3 separate regions of the Zea mays genome follow, and regions 2 and 3 are each linked to region 1. A link is a contact called in public Hi-C data. All regions are on one chromosome and are shown on one strand. Each heading gives the region's core, a stretch centred on a gene start, on an enhancer-like site or on the middle of the called end of the contact. The rest is flanking DNA. Distances are from core to core; before and after follow the strand shown. Region 1 holds the start of LOC100216902 (palmitoyl-protein thioesterase 1). Region 2 holds the start of LOC100192540. Region 3 holds the start of LOC103638924 (probable serine/threonine-protein kinase cdc7).

Evidence for each region. Hi-C and Micro-C count contacts between places; a contact is called where the count stands out from the background.
Region 2: a contact with region 1 is called in a Hi-C map of endosperm, with 4 times the contacts expected there. The contact joins the promoter of LOC100192540 here to the promoter of LOC100216902 in region 1. A contact is called at or near these places in 5 of 25 Hi-C or Micro-C datasets (bundle sheath, ear, endosperm and 1 more).
Region 3: a contact with region 1 is called in a Hi-C map of ear, with 2.2 times the contacts expected there. The contact joins the promoter of LOC103638924 here to the promoter of LOC100216902 in region 1. A contact is called at or near these places in 2 of 25 Hi-C or Micro-C datasets (bundle sheath and ear).

Annotation. Positions count from the first base shown.
Region 1 is chr9:120,022,727-120,025,426 of Zm-B73-REFERENCE-NAM-5.0, reverse strand. LOC100216902 (palmitoyl-protein thioesterase 1) reads left to right here and starts at 1,290. Exons shown (of 13, transcript NM_001143289.1): 1 at 1,290-1,407; 2 at 1,490-1,691; 3 at 1,785-1,869. The coding sequence starts at 1,601.
Region 2 is chr9:120,180,162-120,182,861 of Zm-B73-REFERENCE-NAM-5.0, reverse strand. LOC100192540 reads left to right here and starts at 1,304. Exons shown (of 2, transcript NM_001137759.1): 1 at 1,304-2,255. The coding sequence starts at 1,381.
Region 3 is chr9:120,270,409-120,273,108 of Zm-B73-REFERENCE-NAM-5.0, reverse strand. It overlaps LOC103638924 (probable serine/threonine-protein kinase cdc7), which reads right to left and starts at 1,378. Exons shown (of 15, transcript XM_008661715.4): 1 at 670-1,378; 2 at 491-564. The coding sequence starts at 1,351.

The sequences.
Region 1 (2,700 bases), core at 41-2,540:
TGGATTGAAAATAACCGAACAAGCCCTAATGGAGGAATTTCCAGCGAGAAATTGAGGATTGGATCCCTGTTACATACATACGGCTGTTGAGTGCTGAAGCCGCCATGACAATAACACGTATCATATCTCCCCTCGGTAGCGCAGTAACGAGGGTGCACCATACATGTAGGCTAAGTAGTCTGTTACACGGGACGATGGATATGATCATCGAAGCCTACCCGTCCATGGCTGTGAATAGAGGTGACAATGGGCCTCAAATTTTACACTATAAAACTTAAGGATCAAATCAGATTAGGATCGGGCTTTGTTTCTATTCATTTTTGAATTAGAAATAATTTAAGGTCTTAATCAATTGTGAAGAGACATTTGGATCACGATCCATTACCACCCCTAGATGTGAACATGCGACAATTTTCTCAACTGTTGCCGGCCGGGATAGCACGTCTGGGCTGATCCAGGCTACCGCCGGCTCTTTTTTTTCTTTCTTTTTTTAGTTTTCTAATTCTATTTTCTTTTACACATATATATATATATACTCCATTAAAATCTATATTCAAGTAGAGTTTTAAACTCCAAATTAAATGCACAATCAAAATTCTAGCATAGTACAAAATTATATTTTATTTATTTATCATTATTTTATTTCTCTAAGTAAATGCCTCAAAACATATAAACTTAATAAAGAATAAGTCACACATTTAAGGGCCCCTATTCATTTTATTTATCAAATAATAACTTTATTCAAAGTTAAATGTTTATCACTATTCATAATTAACCATGAAACCGTTATTTAGGCAACCTTTTATATTATTCTTTAGAGAGTATTTCAAAATATAGGATTTTAGGTTGTTACACCTCTGCTATTTTTTAGAAGAACCAATTTTATCTGAGCAGCTAGTTTTTTCAAATTCATCAATTAAAGTGAGGGAGATAGTTACTAAATTGCATAGACAACAATTTTCCTTTTGGGCCGCTCGCCATATAGTCACTCAAAACACTGTTTTAACTGTTTGTATAATGAAGTTTGAATATGATTAAAATCCACTACAAACTTGAAGAATAAGCAAAGCGCGATCTTCTCTTGCAAGCAATGTGGTTGATGTGTTGATCTATTTCTTGTTTTATTTGATCGAGAAGGATGTGTTGATCTAAAATGGAACTATGGAAGGCACGGAACGTGGGTCCCGCGTTTCAGGCTCTAACGTATGGCCCCCGCGTGCCAGGCTTTGTTAGGTCATTGCACTTCGCAAAAGTTTGCTCGCTCTCGCTCAGTCGGCGTCACTCATCAACGCGAAACGCGCCAACAACCAGATCAATGGAGTGAGGCAGTGACTCAGCTCAGGGCCTCGGGCCCAGCACACCAACCCTCCAGTAGTATCTCTGACGTGCGGGCTCCGCCAGACAACGGTAGCCAATCTCGCTCTCGCTCGATGTCTGACGCCTTCTGATTCTCGCGCTCTGCTCTTCTCGATTTTTGTCATCGATTCAGAGCTCACGAGTCACGATCCAAATCCCTTTTCCACTCCGCCGGACGTCGAGAGAGGCGGTGGGTGCGGGACGCGAAGGCGAAGCCCTAGCCCCCTCCCTGCCGCGGACGCCGATGGACCCACCTCGCGCCGTCGCCTTTCTTCTCATACTCCTGCCCGTGCTCGCCCCGGTGGCCTCCGGTGTACCTTTCGTCGTCCTACACGGTTGGGGTTTCGCGTGCCTCGTTTCCATTCTGCTTCTCTTGGTCTTAGATCAGGTTCATTCCTTATGGTTGGCTGTACCCGGGGTGCGTGCAGGGATTGGCGACGAGTGCGGGAACGATGGGCTGTCATCCTTCACCAAGATGCTTGGGGAGTGGTCAGGCTCCAAGGGTTACTGCATGTAATGGCTTCTCTGTTTAAATTGAGAGATTTGCTATTTTGTCATTATTATCAGCGGGCTTCAAAAATTTACCACCACACCATAAATTAGTACACAGATGGACCCGCAAATTATAGTCACAGATGATATAATAGCAAGGAGACAACAATCTGTGAGTGCTAAAATACCAATTATTCCGTCTAAATTCGGTGTTTTGATTTTTTTAGGATACAAAGAGGGGCCTGCGATATGCGTTTTAGAATCTTGTGCATTTGGCTCGCCGATTTTTATTATTTATTTATTTTTTGACCAAGAGTCTCTTGGTCCAACTTTTATATATTGAAAGAAACAAAGCTTTATGTTGGGGGAAAACATGTTACGGCAAAGGTATTCGATACAGAAGCTACCAGAATCAGACATCGTTCACTCCACTACAAAGAAAATAAAAATATCTAAGTTTCCACAAAAGATATTTTGTCGTGTTTTTTTTAGAGAAATTAAGTTTTAGGTTTTTACTTAGCTTGGTCAGGTTTATAGATTTATAGTCTAAAACGAGCGTTTGTGGAGATCCATTACATCACATCAAATCACTTTTCTCTCATTTTAGAAGGAAGAACCAAAAAAGAAGGATGTGACACAAAACAAGAGGTATGGGAATTGGTTTCTGAAAACCAGGTAGGAGTTTAGCGAAATCGTACTTTTGGTTATTCACGTTTTCTACTATCTAGCCAAATGGATATCATCGTTTCAGATCGATCCCTTTTTTCATATATGCTAATAAGTATATGTTCAAAATTTAGGTATATATGAGTTTCCATGTATAGATAAAAAAGAACTAACTATTATTTGCTA
Region 2 (2,700 bases), core at 55-2,554, 160 kb before region 1:
CGGCCCATTTTAACATGTATAGCCGGGATACACCTAAGCCGCCCGAGAGGGAGCGACGCGGGGAGACCGGGAGAGGGAGCAAGAATAACTGGTACCACTGTCAGTAAACAGTAAATTTCAAAGAAAGCTCTGCGATCTAGTACTAGAAACAAAACTAGAAAAACGTAAAAAGCAATGATTTGTCAAAGTGGACGATGGATGAAGTGACCATCTTGCTAAAGCACCTGCACCGTCGAGCGTTGATCCATATAAAGCAACAGCGAATCCTTGTACCCTAACACTGACGCTCCACTGCTCCTGAACGTGAAATCGACGCCTGAAAGGACGAGAACGCAGCCGCCGGTTTGACCGAGGTCGTCTTCCTCAGTTTCCAGCACACACACAAAAAAAAGACCTATCTGGGATCAGATCAGGGCCAGCCATGCTTCATTGCTCCCTCGCTTCTTTCGATAAAGAGGCGGAGAAAGTGACGACAACCACTAATATACATCAGGTCTTATGTGTAAGTATCTCTTGGTTCATTTGATCATAATCTAATCATAGAAATAATCGTGATTTATTTAGATCATCTCCAATAATACCTTAAATCAGTGTCCTATTTTAAAATATATAGCTCAACTCATAAAAAAACAACTTCAACAATATTTTATTTTACAAATTTTCACCGGAAAAATATAGAACACACCATGAAATGACACAAATATACTATACCTCAAACATTGCCTTATACTTGTTTCTCTATATCATTCTTAACATTTTCTTTTCTAATACTACATTTACACACTAAAATACATGATTTAGGATTTAACTGTTAGAGCGCAATTTATTTTTAATGTCCTAAACATTTTAAATTTTGAGACACTATTTTGAATCAATTTGTTGGAGATGATCATAGGTTGGGAAAAGCGAGATCCACCAAACCCAAGCCAAGCTCGCTACTAGTATAACGGTAAATAACGTTAATCTTAGCAGCGAATACGCCTAGCAAAGCAAAAGACAACGCTAGTACAGTACTGCTCTATTGCTCTCCTCTGCGCCTCTGCCCGGCTGCCTCTGCTGCCGCTGTGTCTTCCTCCTCGGCCCGGACCCAGACGGCCACCAGCCCGGAGAACACGCGTTCTTTCTCTCCTCTGCTACGAGCTGTCCTGTCCTGTCCTTTCCCTCTCCACCACTGCACCTCCTGTCACTTCCCCAACCTCTTTTGTCGGTTACATCCACACACTCTCAATGCAGCCGTCGCGCTCACAGCACGCCAAACATCAAACGAGAACGCACACGCACTTCCGCACCCAGGTGCTGGAGGCGCCCCTGGATCCGGGATCCGATACTGAGTACCAGGACTTCCAGTTTCGGTTCATCCCGGAGGCGTTCGAGCTCCAGATGGGCGGCGTTCCCGTCGGCGGCGGCGGGGCAAGGAACGGAGACGGTAAGGTGACGGAGAAGGTTCTTGAGTTCGAGTTCGACAAGGTCAGGATTAGCATTGCGTCCAGGGACGACGAGGCGGACGGATACGCGCCGCCGAGGAGCTCCTTCTCCGGGGCGAGCCACCCGCCGGAGCCAGTGGACGAGACGGACACCGTCTTTGTCGCTGTCGACGGCCGGGAGAAGCCGGTCCCGAAGCCAGTCATCTCGTGGGACGCGTCCAGGCCGCCGAGCGGCGCGGCGAGCCCAGACAGCAGCATCGACAGCTCCGGCGCCACGGCCACGGTCACCAGCATCGCGCCGAGCTGCACCGTCACCAGCCGCAGCGCCAAGACCAGCGTCAGCAGCAGCGCGGCCAGCGACGGCAGCGGCTGGAGCAACGGCACCAGCAGCGGCTGCGGCGGCAGCGCGGGGAAGCCGCACAAGGGCGGCGACCCCAGGTGGAAGGCCATCCTCGCGGCGCGCGCGCGCGAGGGACCCCTCGCGATGGGCAGCTTCCGGCTGCTGCGGAGGCTCGGGTGCGGCGACATCGGGACGGTGTACCTGTCGGAGCTCAGCGGGGGAGGCCCCGGAAATGGCGACGTGGCAAGGCCCTGCTGGTTCGCGATGAAGGTGATGGACAAGGCGTCGCTGGAGAGCCGGCGGAAGCTGAGTCGCGCGCAGACGGAGCGGGAGATCCTCCAGCTGCTGGACCACCCGTTCTTGCCCACTCTGTACGCGCACTTTGAGACCGACCGGTTCGCCTGCCTTGTCATGGAGTTCTGCCCCGGCGGCGACCTCCACGTGCTCCGGCAGCGACAGCCCGGCAAGCACTTCCCAGAGCACGCGGCAAGGTACTCATCCCGTCCTGTTTCATTCTTCGCTTCAGACCGGTGATGTTGTTTTGGAATCGCAAACAGTTGTTTGTGGTGTATATGACGTGGGTCAATCGTCATACAGAGAAACATGTATCCATTGCTGCACTATTCTGGTGTAATCTTTGCTTTTCAGTTGCAGTTGCAGGCTTGCGGCTGTGGGTTATTTTTTTTTGCTGAATACAGTTATATGAATTTTGAAACAATTTTGTTACTATAAAAAATGGTCTTTCCTATTTTTTAACATCGCTCCCAATCCCGTACCCACATACTCTAACATGACTACATAGAACACTAACGGTCTGTTTGGTTTCTCTAGGCTAAGTTAAAAAAGGCTATAAGTTTAGAGGTTAAGGGGGTGTTTGGAACAAAGTTTTTCTGCAGTATTAAAGCAATACTATAGTATTGAGTAATACTGTGGTAT
Region 3 (2,700 bases), core at 129-2,628, 250 kb before region 1:
GGATATGACAAAACATGTTAGATGTGAACAACAAACTTATATGGATGTGAAAACACTGCAGAAAAATTTTATCATCATTATCCTTGTTAAAATGTGTGTCCCAATTAGTATTTGAGCATTACAACTATGAATTTCAACTCAACTAGTGTCAACCAAAAACAAGAAAGAAAATGATGCCTTGAAGATTGAGAGGCCCAAAATTCACTTCAAGCTATCTCCCATGTCATTTACTCTACTGATGTACCACACCACTCCGAAATTGTGACAGGCCTACTAATAAAAACCAGTAAGCACTATGGAACTATTATTTTGCGCAGATGGCCTATAAAGGGAAACAAAAATGAAATGATTTCAAATGCCCAATCAAACTAACTACAAGCAAATGAAAGCAGATAAGACTAGATTGAAAATTTGTTGGCAATTTGGATATTCGAGATATTTGATTTAGAACATGAAAGAACAGGCATACAACTGGGAAGAGACATCATACCTCTCCAGTAGCAGCCGTAGTACAGGTCTGCGCAACCAGCTGCCACGACTGGTGCTCCGTTTGTTCCACCAAATCTGCAGAAATGCTCCCGAAATGAGCTCAGAGAAACGGATAGCCCTCGAGAACTATCATACATACAGCACGAAAGAGTGAATCTCATTTCTAAGAAATTAAACTACCTGCGGCCGATGCCAGTAGTCGGCGCCTCTTCGCGCTGAAGCACCTTGCATCCGACCCTTGCCGCTTACGCTCATACCTAATGGACACCTTTCCCGACCACCGCCTCACCTCCGAAGGCCACAGGCTCACCTTAGGCCCCGGGATATCCCACCCCATGAACCTCAGAAACGCCAGGATAGCCGTCTCGGAGGGCGTCACGACGCCGTCGTCAGAGATCCATAGTGGTGACCTAGGTAAGCAACACATCTGCTTGACGACGCGCGTCGAGATGGAGGGCGCTGCGACGGTAGCGGCGGCGGTGAGTTCCGAGGCGGCGGCGGGACGGCCGAGGCGGATGAGCACGGTGAGAAGGTGCCAGGCCAGCTCCATGTCCGCTGAGGACCCCCCGCCGGAGTCCATAGTAGAGGGCGAGGAGCGTGGATCTGATTGGCGAGGCATGGAATTGAGGCGGAGGCCGGCGAGGCGGCGAGGTTTTGGCCTGGAGCTGTGTTCTTCTCTCGCTTGCTTCTTCTGTTCCACAAGAGGGGAATATGCTTTTGCGATTTGGTCCTTAGAGTTATTGAGTTTTGTGGATCGGAGGGCAATGGGAGGCGGGAAAATTTGTTCGCGAGTGAAGTTTTTTGGAGCGGCGGATGCCTGCGCGGTGTGAAGACGCGCCCGTTTCCCGCCCGAGCTTTCCATCTCGGGCTCGTAATTGCAACGTCCCACACGGCAAGTGTACACACCACTGCAGCAGCGGAACGATATCGGGGTGTTTTACACATGGGGCCCACACACGGCTCTGAATGGCTACCTTGCTATTTCAAATCTGTGCGTCGGTATTGCACAGAGTAGCATACATACACCATACGGTACAGCACTGCGTAACACATGACTCCAGTTACAAGATTAGTACAATCGTGCATAAGTAGATCTGGATCGAAGGGCGACAAGAGCACCGTGTCCTTCGTAGATTCAGACTTAAGAACAATGAGTTATGCATTTTTTTTTTTGGGGGGGGGGGGGGGGGGGGGGTGCAAACGCTCCAGCCAGTGCTCCCCTGCCTCCACACAGCTAATGAAAACCAGTAATGACAGTTGTACTGAACAATCAGAGCTCATCTGCAGGTTCTCAAAGAGGATATCGTTCTAATAAAATCAACAGCTGTAAGCTACTGAACAAACGACCAAAATTTTGCTCAACCAAAGAACGGCAATGCCCACTGCTATCTGGTTGTTCTCCGACTTCTGCGGCGACATTCAAAGCAGTCCGAGCATGGATAGTAGGCCTTCACTCCATTTTTATGACCTATTTGTAATTTGGTTGGTGAAATCTTAAGTTCCTCTATCAGAATCTGACGCAGATTTTCGTTTTCCTCCTGCAGTTCCTCAATAACCTTTTGGTGCTTCAGTACCTGGAAGTGCAAGAAATGCAGAACCGGTTAGTAGGCTTGCATTTTGGTAGGAAGACAATCAATTGTGAGCTATTCTTCACAGAAATACAATATGACCAAAAAGAATAACCAATCACCAAGTAGTTCTCTACTGTCTCCCTACATGTAGTGAGAACTTTTAGTAGCTAAAGGAATTGAGGCAGAACATTTTATGCTAAACTTGGGATGAATGAGTAAAACACGTCTAACACAAGAATAATGAATGGAATTGCCAAGCAAACATTATAAGTGTGACTGAACTCACCAACTGAAGTACACTATCCATTCCATGCAAATTTCCAGGCTGTAAAATGAGTAAAGAGAGAATCGTTCATTCTACTTGAGCAGCAAAAGTCATAGCTGAAGCTACAATGGGACAAATAATACATTTAAGAATGTTTTCGTGCGTACGGCATCTCTGAAGTCCACCTTTGTATCATTCTGGAACAGTGGATCCTGTAGAAAATTGGCAATGACCTTTTTGGTTCGACTTACAGTCAATGCTTCCGGCTGAGTAGATTGCACTTTTGACATTTCATAACTTGAAGTTTGGTTCAAATTACTTTCTGCATCCTTAGCCTCTAGATCCATCGACATGCTGTTGTGAGTTTGTTCATTG